Regions from separate parts of the Sus scrofa genome. Here region 1 is linked to region 2. A link is a contact called in public Hi-C data. All regions are on one chromosome and are shown on one strand. Each heading gives the region's core, a stretch centred on a gene start, on an enhancer-like site or on the middle of the called end of the contact. The rest is flanking DNA. Distances are from core to core; before and after follow the strand shown.

Evidence for each region. Hi-C and Micro-C count contacts between places; a contact is called where the count stands out from the background.
Region 1: a Hi-C map of liver shows a contact between it and region 2, with 2.7 times the contacts expected there. The contact joins two enhancer-like sites. A contact is called at or near these places in 2 of 47 Hi-C or Micro-C datasets (liver and skeletal muscle) and 1 of 2 datasets of contacts at active chromatin or transcription factors (alveolar macrophages).

What each region holds. Positions count from the first base shown.
Region 1 is chr18:18,014,707-18,020,086 of Sscrofa11.1, reverse strand. The region is part of intron 1 of LOC110257572 (a long non-coding RNA gene); the gene reads right to left. Among named protein-coding and RNA genes, the nearest start is that of MIR29B-1, 22 kb to the left of the region's middle. Within about 2 kb of position 3,491, at least 15 of the 83 cell types and tissues checked have an H3K27ac peak or open chromatin away from gene starts, as enhancers often do. A contact at or near this core is called in liver, where this site is marked.
Region 2 is chr18:17,744,044-17,749,369 of Sscrofa11.1, reverse strand. All of the region lies in intron 2 of MKLN1 (muskelin), which reads left to right. All of the region lies in intron 5 of LOC106506781 (a long non-coding RNA gene), which reads right to left. Among named protein-coding and RNA genes, the nearest start is that of MKLN1, 86 kb to the left of the region's middle. Within about 2 kb of position 3,574, at least 18 of the 83 cell types and tissues checked have an H3K27ac peak or open chromatin away from gene starts, as enhancers often do. A contact at or near this core is called in liver, where this site is marked.

The DNA.
Region 1 (5,380 bases), core at 2,242-4,741, 270 kb before region 2:
ACTGGTCAATTCCACGGCCCACTCCAGCCAGCAACCTCTCTACAGCCTCTTACTTGCCAAGTGAACCAGCCCCCGACTCGCATCCTCTTACCTTCTCGGTGCCCAGACAGACACACCTCTCTCCCTGCTCACTTTTCACTCCCTGACACCCCAGGATCTTACCTACTCAGGGTGCTCAAGGACTGTCCTCCATTTTTCTAAAAGCTCTACCCCCCAGAAAACAAGAGCAGCGGCAGCCAGCCTGGCCTGCATACGGAAGATTCACCGCCAACACCTTGAAACCTGGAAAGGATCCACCCCAAGTCCCAGTAAGGCTTTTGCTGGAATCGTGGGTGGGAGGATGCCAAGAAGGATGGGGAGAGAAATTAAAGTCTGCTGATTCTCTCTCTGGGTCGCCTTGGTAAGGACACGAATAACACACAGCTTTTGTCATAGATGCCAATACCTGTATTAAGACTGGCCTTGGCATATTCACATGGTTGGTATGTTACAGCATAAAGTCTGGGGTCAGAGACTTAAGCTCAAGACCTGGTTTTCCCACACCGGGTGAGCTGATGTTTCCCTGTCCGTGGGCTGGGGTTAAAGAAACTGACCTCCCAGAGCTGCAGTGAGGATTCAGTAACGCAACATGGTCATGTACCTTATAAGTTGTCAACACTAGCCACTGTATCTGTGAGTTTCCACTGTCACCGAGTATGTCATTTCTACCTCTCTCTCACTGGAACTCTTACTGCGCATCTGCTATGTGTCAGGCACTGCCTTGTGTGTCAAGGTGTTCATCCAAAAGTAGACGAGAACAATCCTGGCTCTTATGGGACCAGTGCAACCAGGGGAAGACAAACAAGAAACCAACAGGAAGTTAGAACTTAGCGTGATGTGCGCACAGAGGGGAAAGCAGGGGGCGGGCGCTGTGGAAGCCTGCGGGGCACTCAGCCCAGTCCTGAGCAGTCAGGGAAGGCTGCCTGGGGGAGGTTTCAGCTGAAGCGAACAGTTGTGGTTGGCTAGGAAGAGAGGGAAGGAAAGAGCTTCCACGCAGGCGGCGAGCACCTCCAACTTCATCTGGCTGGACCAGAGACCATCGAGTAGGGTAAGGATGAGACCAATGCACGAAGGGCCTTTGGACCACATCAGTGCAAAACCAGCCTCCCTGACAGAAGTGTTACATAGTCAAGCAGCAGCAACAGTATCACAAGACAACAGATTTCTGGGTCCTAACCATGCACTTAAATTATAGGGCCTGAACTGACTGGAAGGTACTGTGAGCTTCTACTCATTTCCAGCAATAAAAGAAAAGGGGATTCCATCATTGGCTACACCGATTTTTTTTTTTTTTTTTTTTTTTGTAGTTGGAATAGTTGCTTTGTTAATTACCTTTTACGGACATACTCTTGTCTTATAACCAGCAGCATGTTGGCTGGAGCCTGGGGGGGCGGGGGGCGGGTTGTGGTAAGATGTACCATTAGTGCCAAGCTGTAACCAACCAGGTGATCTGGGGCAAGGTAAGGCATGAAGATGCCCAGCTTTGGGGCTGCATCCACCCTCCCTGAAACACCAAAACCACCACAAAAGATAACTGCCTACATGAAACTGAGTGGCCCCCAAAGGGTAACAATACCTCCAGAAGATGAGTCATTTATGGAAACCGAATAGGATACAAATGAAGAGTTTAGGTTCAGGAGCCAGAGTGCTGTGATTTGAATCCTGGCTCCTCCACTTAACTAGCTGTGTAATCGTGGAAGAAATGATGTAACCTCGCTAATCCACAGTTTCCTATCTGTAAAATGGGTATAGTAATAATACCTGCCACACAGGATTGTTTATTAAAACAGACAGCCACGTAAAGTACTTGGCCTGGTGCCTGGCATACGGTGCCCAGCTAACAGTGTCAGCTACTGTTGTTACTATTACTCATCTCTTGCACCTGTGTTGGGCTGAGGTCCGTTCTCACCTACTGCTTCCATGAATGAAAAATCAGAGGCTTGAACACAGGAATGAATTATCCCTGTTAATCCTGATCTTGCAACACTGAGGCCACAGGAAATACAACTGCAGTGACCTGGGATCCTGCATTAGTCATGACTGGTACATACTAGGTTACAGCTAACTGATACTTTATTTATTTATTTGGTCTTTTTGTCTTTTCAGGGCCACACCTGCAGCATATGGAGGTTCCCAGGCCAGGTGTCCAACTGAAGCCGGAGCCACCGGCTTACACCAGAGCCACAGCAATGCAGGATCCTAGCCATGTCTGTGACCTACACCACAGCTCAAGGCAACGCTGGATCCTCAACCGGCTGAGCGAGGTCAGGGATTGAACCTGCATCTTCATGGAATACTAGTCAGGTTTGCCAACCCCTGAGCCACGATGGGAACTCTTGACACTTTTATAATCAAAGTGGTAATATTTCTGACAGGGCCCTCAGTTAAATCATAAAGATTCCATCCTGGAAAGAATCCTTGATCCATCTAAAACCTTGTTACTGTGTCCTCTGTTGTTATTTTTAATTCCTGAGAGTAACACCACAGTGTATTTCATTAGGGTTTCTCTTCAGCATCTCTATCTTAAAAGCTAATGTACTCAAACTTTGCTTTATATTTAAAAACTTCAGGCTTTAATTTAAACTCATTTTCGATGTTTCTGACATGTTCACCCCCCCCACCTTTGGAGACACTAGGTTCCAAATGGGTACAACCCAGCTTATTAGGCAGCTTTCTTGGGATTCCCAGTGCTAACACTGCAGGATCCAGTAAATAACTTCCTACTCCATAGCACTTATGATCTCACAAGCTTATTTCCTGCAGACCTAGCCTGGGAGCCGGATTTTAAAACTGGCGGTGGATTTAGCAAATGATTCATAAATCTTATGGTGGTGACCGGTGGAGAAGAGTGGATTCTTATGTCAGCCTGCTTTACATTTTAATAGTGCAGAAAATAACAGGTTAGAGCAGTGCTTTGTAGCTACCCTCCCTTGCTCCTGGCAAACTGATGCAAGCCAAACACACTCCATCCTTTACCACCAGTGTATCTGTGGCGCGGAAGGCTGCCCTGGGCTGTGGGCAGGGTGTGTCTGGGGAGGTGGACAGCAGAGTTGGGAGGGTGGGGGGCTTCCCCAAAGGCCAGGAACAGGAAACAGCTCTGCGGGTTTGGGAAGCAACAGGCTGCGTCTTGCTGGAGTGCAAAAGCGAGAGGGGATGGTGGCGGGAGGGGGGGGGGGGACTCAGGTTACGGAACTTTTTTTTTTTTCCTGAAAAGTCACTCTAATAGGATCTCTCTTCTGAATACTGACATCACTAGAACATCCATTTAGATTACCTTAAGTCTTTTCAGTGTAGCTCTCCCTCCGTTTCAAAGCACTAGTTGGCTAGACTTCTAAAATACTATCCGCCATTCATGAAGAGCAGAGAATTTAGAACAAAGGTGACGCTGGACCTCGGGCTGAGTCTCCCGGAGGAGGTCGGAGGTCGAGCAGCTTGTCCGCTCAGAAGCTTCCCGTGAGTGAGGTTTCCTCTCTGGCCCAACTCGGGAAACGCCCTCATTCCTTTCGTAGGCGCGAAGGGCTTTAACATTCCAGTTCTAGATCCGAGGCTGGGGAACTTTATCAATGCTCTTAACAACCTGGGGAGTATTATTCAGAGAAACTGGGGGTGAAAAAAAAAAACCCAAAATTGTCTTCCCAGATTTCTGAGAAAGAGGTGAATACTGACCTACATTCAATGTTCTACATTAAAATCACAGGTTTGGGATAAAGAAAAGAAGTCTTCCATATGACGCGATGAAATCAATTTATTCTGCAACAGGAAATTGAGTTTGGATTGGGGGGGGAACAACCCAGTACAAAAATTAAACCACGGTTAATTTTTAACTGTGACCAAGGCCAAATCTTTGAATGCAGGTTGCCGATTTTTCCATTGGCTGCTTGTATGCTGCACCAAGAGGCAGACGCAGCAGGTCAGTTTGCTGTTAAGACACGCTTGCAAACCAATGTCTATGCCAGGATGCCGTCAAGCACCAAAAACTCATGGGAATTCAGGGTGCTTGTCATTTAGGCTGGAAAGAGGTGACTAAGCTCCTTGACCTAAGGTTTATTCGACCTAATCACTTGCCGTGAACCAGAGACACTCAAAGCCAAACATTAGTAGGGCAGGTCTGGGACAGGCTGCCCTGGGCAAAGCAGCCTTCACGCTAAGGGCTCCTGTGGCAGAGCCTGATAACAGCCGCTCAGGAAAGTGGCCTGACTCCGGCAAAAGTCTTTCAAAGCCCACTGTGGCCCACAGGCCCCCTCACCAGCTCCAACAGGCCCACCCACCACAGACTCCCACAAGCATCTCGGGGTCTACTCTGTGGCCTTTCTATCTCTTTCTTCAATGTCCTCTTCAGTTTCAGCCAAAAGAACAAAAAGCAACTGTACTATAGTGAGGACGAAGCCCTTAATGGAGAATTATGTTTGAAAAACAAACTTATCGTTGGAACCCTGAAAAGTCAAACTCATCTTCACAAATTAAATGACCATAACAAACCAGTTTCTCTTGGTATCTATTGTGACGTTCACTCTTTTACTGGATTAATATAAATTGCTAAACGTTTCCTGGAAATCAAAGCTACAAATTAGAAAAAAAACAGAATGATAGAAAATGTCTTTGATAGTCCAGTTTTGATTTCAAATAATGATTCGGGAGGTTTAAAAACTACCACATGAATAAATAAATGATCAAGTTACTAAAATGTTAATTGTGGAATCCAGTTGGTGTATATATGGGGTTCATTACAAAATTCTTTAGACTTTGCTGTATACTTGAGATTTTTGTAATAAAATGTGGGAAAAAAGTATTATATCCTCCACTCGGGTGCTAATATCCACCAAAACTCATGGACTCCTGCAGCTAGATACAACAGTACAAGGTTTTGAAACATAAAAGAAGCATCAAAGATTAACTGGGAAAATATAGATGACTCAGCACACAATGTTGAGAGATCTACTGTGTGAAAAAAAAGATCTATTCAGATCTTTTTTTTTCAGACTTTACTTCTAATTTGGTGGGCTTTCTCCAAGAAATTAAAAAATTTTAATTAAATGAATATTTTCTAACTTCCACATGGGAAGGAATTCCTAAACCCAAGGTAATGGAAGTCACCCCAGAAAAAAAAAAAAAAAAAAAAAAAACAAACACAGACAAAAATCATTTGTTCAGCTAAATAAAATGTAAAGATTCTTCTATATCTCAAAAAAAAAAAAGGTCATAAGCAGAACTAAAAATCAAAGAAGCTGGGAGAAATATTTCCCACAAATCTCCCTCTCACTACATACAGAAAAGATTAAGTAAATTATAGAATAGTTACATCCCAATAGAAAAGTTGGTAATGGACGTGAACAGAACACTT
Region 2 (5,326 bases), core at 2,325-4,824:
GCCTGGGAATCTCCATATGCCACAGGTGTGGCCCTAAAAAAAAGACAAAAAAAAAAAAAATCAATCCTTTACTCTTCCACATGAATTTTGTCATCACCGTTCCATGTTACATAAGCTGATTGGGATTTTTTTTAATTGGGTTTGCACTCATATTAAACATTAACTTTAGAAGAACTGATATCTTCATTATAATGAATATTCAAATTCATGAATATGGTATATCTCCACTTATTCAAATCTTAGTTAACTTTTTCCATAAAAATATTTTATGCATAAAGTCTGTATTTTATTTATACATAAAAATCCACATTTTGTGTTATATTTATCTTATGTGCTTTATTGTTTATTGAGATTAAGGATGGTTTTTTTTTTTTTTTTTTTTTTTTTTTTACTTTTTATGGCCTCACTTGCGGCATATGGAGGTTCCCAGGCTAGGGGTCTAATCAAAGCTACAGCTGCCGGCCACAGCCATAGCCACAGCAACACAGGAGCTGTGTCTAGGACCTACACCACAGCTCGCAGCAATGCCGGATCCTTTAACCCACTGAGCAAGGCCAGGGATAGAACCTGCAACCTCGTGGTTCCTAGTCAGATTAGTTTCTACTGCGCCATGACAGGAACTCCAAGGATGATATCTTTTTATTTGCTATTAAATATTGTATTGGATAAATCCTGAGATATAGGATTACAATTGAATTTTTTTTTTTTTTTTTTGGGTGCACTTGCAGCATACAAAAGTTCCAGTTACTGAGCCAGGGGTCGAACTGAGCCACAGGAGCCACAGCAGTAACAAAAACAAATCCTTAACTATTAAGCCACCAGGGAACTCCATGCAATTGAATTTTGTGTTGACCTTGTACCCAGCAACTTTGCTGAATTGTCTTTTTAGTTCTAACACTTTTTTTGGTATAGTCTGTTTAATTATTTTCTTTATAGACAATCATGTTGCCTGAGCAAAGAGAGTTTATCTATTCTCTTCCCTTATGGTGTTGATGGAGATGCCATAGGGTCAATCACAGAGGCCTGTGTTTGGTTGCTTAATCCAATTTCCTATCATGGGTCCTGTCTTCCTGCTCACAGTTCCTTCGTGAAAGGCCCATCATAGTCAGTGATCAGGGTTTTTTAACTTCTTTAACAAGCCAGTTTGAGCGTATGAGGATGGGGGCTCTCAGTCTAGTCCATGGTTTCAAGCAGTGAATCTGGTCTGGTTCCCACCCACTTCCCTCACCCCATGGAGATCACTTTTAGTTTCGCTTCCCCTGCAGAAGCCCCATTGCAGAATTTTCTGCCTCCTTTCAGGCCTGGAGTCCAATATCTTCAGTCCTATCCATTGCTTTGTATTTCTGGTCCATAGAAAAGGTTATATTTGGGGCCAACTGTGTCTTTTAATTTTTCTCTTGTACATTTTAAAAACAATTGCTTTGTGTTTGGAGCTAAGCAAGTATCTTAAAGATTTATGTACAGCAATGCTACCTTGACCATAAATCATAATTCTAAATATCCATTATGTAAAAGATTATTTAACTAGCTTCTAAAACTGCTGATACTACATATAGTAATTATCATTAAATACAGGCTACTCAGAATTTTGACAATGTCTTTCAGTTCCTCGTGCTCTATAAATATTAGAGTTGTGTCTGTGTTTTTCATGGGGAACGGAGGTAAATACTATTTTCTACACCCAAGAAAACTGAGGCCTCAGGAGTTCCCATTGTGGTGCAGAAGAAATGAATCCGAATAGGAACCATGAGGTTGCAGATTTGATCCCTGGCCTCGCTCAGTGGGTTAAAGGATCCGGCATTGCTGCGGCTGTGGTGTAGGCCGGCAGCTATAGCTCCGATTAGACCCCTAGCCTGGGAACTTCCATATGCCGAGGGTGCAGCCCTAAAAATACAAAACAAAACAAAAAAAACAACAACAAAACCTGAGACCTTAAATTGTGGCCAAGAATAACCAGACAGAACCACAAGACAGAGTTCCTCCAGAGGTAGGGCTATGCTTTGTTTATGCTGTGCCTTGTACAAAATGACCTTCAATGTGAGGTTTTGGGCTGAGAGAACCAAACTCTAGGCCCATGCCTAGATCTGTTCAATACGACGTCCCATGAGTTGAGGAGATCCGTAATGAGGTCCTCAAGATCTACACAGTGCTATGACTTCAGGAAAAGAGAGAGAAGGAAAGAGAGAAATAAGAGCAGCAACAGTTGATTTTAACCAAAGCGAGTGGGAAGGAATTGTCAATAGCATTTCATCTAGAAAGTGAACTTTGATGGAGATTTAGATTTTTTAATACCAATCCCCTTAGATAAACTGGCTTAGTATGTAAATATAATCAAAATAGCATTCATTAAAATTGCAAAACTTATTTATTAAAATATGTAAAATAGCCAGCTGCAGCAGTAGTGACTAAGAAGTGTAAAAATAAATTATTTTGTTCAACAAATATTTATTGAGTTCCTACTATGTGTTAGGACTGTATAGGAAGTTGGAATGCAAAGATAACACAGATCCTTGTGCATTTACCCATCGAATTGGGCCAACTAATGGGCAAATAAGGAACCCAAATATGATGGAATAAACTCTTTAAAAGAGTGTTAATTCAAGGAGATACTTTACACCCATGTTCACAGCAGCATTATTCACAATAGCCAAGAAATGGAAGCAACCCACATGTCTATCCAAGGATGAATGGATAAACAAAATGTGGCCTATACACACAGTGGAATATTATTCAGCCCTAAACAGCTAGGGAAATTTCAATACATGCTAAATATGGAGAAACTTTGAGGATATTATGCTAAGTAAAATGAGCTGGTCACAAAAAGACAAATACCACTATGATTCCACATGAATCCAGAGTAAGCAAATTCACAGAAATGCAAAGTAGAATATTGGTATCCTGAGCCTAGAAGAAGGGGAAATGGGAATTGTTTAATAGGCACAGAGTTTCAGTTTTGCAAGATGGAAAAATTCTAGAGATTCCATCACAGGAGAAACACACTTAACACTATTGAAACATTCACTTAAAAACAGCTAAGATGGTAACTTTATATGTAATTTAAAAAGTAAAAAAAGTGTTAGCTTCATGAGGACAAGGGCTTGTGTGTTTTGTTTACTGTTGAATTTCTGGCATTTAGCAGAATACCTGATACACAGTAAGCATTTGACAAATATTTGACCTTCGTCTGGTTTCTCCTCCCCATTCAACATCCTACACAACACAGAAGCCAAGGCGTCTGTGAGCCAATTCAGCAAACAAAGGCACTTCTCTACTTAGAGCCGGGAAAGAGAAGAATTTCAAATATTTGTGATTTGATATTTGTCCTGGTCACACCAACTATTCTTTACTTCTCAATTATGCTTATCTGAGCTCTGTTGGCAGTTAAATTTCCTAAAGACAGATACTGTTTCTGATTCCCCAAACAGAGCTGTGATGGACTTTTATTAAGAAAAAAAAAAGTGGAAGGAAGTCTGTGAAATGAAATCATTATTAGGCTGTGAAACGAATGGCCCTGGGGCCATGCTTGCAGGTCACAGGAGGAAGGGTGAGGTAATGAGCATGTATTTGCTGTTCCGCTGCCTGGTCCCTCCCTTCACTGGCTCAGCCTGATTCTGTTGCTCAGTTTATTCGCTAGTGTTTGTGTTTTTCACTGGGTCAAAAATAGAGAAACAAAAAAAGTTTCCTTGCACTTCCTTCAGCTTTTCTACTTTTTTCGTTGTGTGTTGGGTTTCCTCTTGCTGTGATCCTTCTTCCTGCCACCTGCTAGTTTCTTTGCTCTTCTTAGCTTTCTCACTTAGGGCTTTTCCTTGTGTTCTGTAACCTTGGCTTGGTGAAGCATTTAGTGAGAGCACAAGCAGGGAGCCCACCAAGGCACTGAGGGGTTTGCAATGAGGGATTCCCATTTCAAGCCTGGGCACCAGACAGAGCTCCCTGTTGTTGGTTCTGGCTTGCAAGACTTCAGAGAAGTGCCTTGCCTAATGCTCAAGGGGAAGCCTGGAGATGAAAGTTTCCCGGGTATCTTCTGCCTCCTCATGCTGGTGAAATTGGAGGGTAAGTACAGGCCAGAGCCAACCAAAGGCCTTCCTGGAGACAGGGTCAATCATAGAATCAACTGAGGTTTCCAGGCCTAGAGACTTGATTATGTTACTTTTGCTTTGTTTTGTTTTTTTTTAAGGGCCGTACCTGAGGCATATGGGGGTCCCTAGGCTAAGGGGTCAAATGGGAACTATAGCTGCTGGCCTATACCACAGCCACAGCAATGCCAGATCCGAGCCGCGTCTGAGACCTACACCACAGCTCACTACCACACCAGATCCTTAACCCACTGAGCAAGGCAAGGGATAGAACCGGCAACCTCATCGTTCCTAGGAAGATTCATTTCTGCTGCACCACCACAGAAACTCCTGATTATGTTACTTTTTACATGTAACACTTAAATAGTAACTCATTCAACCCTTTAAATATTAACTTGTTTTAATCCTTACAACAACCCTGTGAACTGAGAAGTACTATTATCTGAGTTTTATGGATGAGGAAACTAAGGCCCAGAGAGATTAAGTGACTTGCCTAAGGTCACACAGCTAAAAAGTGCTAGGATCTGAACCCAAATTCCCTGGCTCCTGAATCCATGCTTTTAACCATTATACTGTGCTTCTTGTCTGGTTTATGTATAGTCCCCCAGGATTTCACTTGAAAATCTCATGTGTGATTGTACAAAATATCTCCTCGAAGGTATAACACCCTCTGGTAGGTACTGGGCATCCCTTTGAAATTTCTGTGCAGCTCTTGGGGTATCTAACAGGCATGTGTTCACAGGCTGTCTCCTGCAGAAGACCTCAGAATCAGACCTTCTCCCTCTCTAGGGATGAGGGTACAATAAAGCAATTTCTACTCATACAAACTTTAAGAAATACAGTTTCAGCTTATATTTAATAACAATAAAAAGTCACGCTATGTTTTATTCTTCTTATTAAGTGCCCCCCCCCATATACACACAAGCAAGAATATTACCTAGGATCTGTCTGCCCTCGGTCAGGGTGAGTTTGCACGGAGCCATCCCCACATTCTCCACCCAGGCCCTTGTGAACAGCATCATGAATTTTTTAGATGATTGGCTGGACCTGGGAGTGCAGTTCAGAGCTGTAGGAGAGATCTACAGCTGAGAGTAGCAAACTGGTCTGGAGAGAAGCCCACAACCTTGGCCTCTTTGCCCTGGGAGACCATGGTCATGGCCCTGAATATCTGCAAATCCTCTGACCTTCCCCACTGCCCTCTGGCTGTGCCCCAAATGGCTTTCCCTGCTAAGAGATGGGAGCAGAGAGAAAGT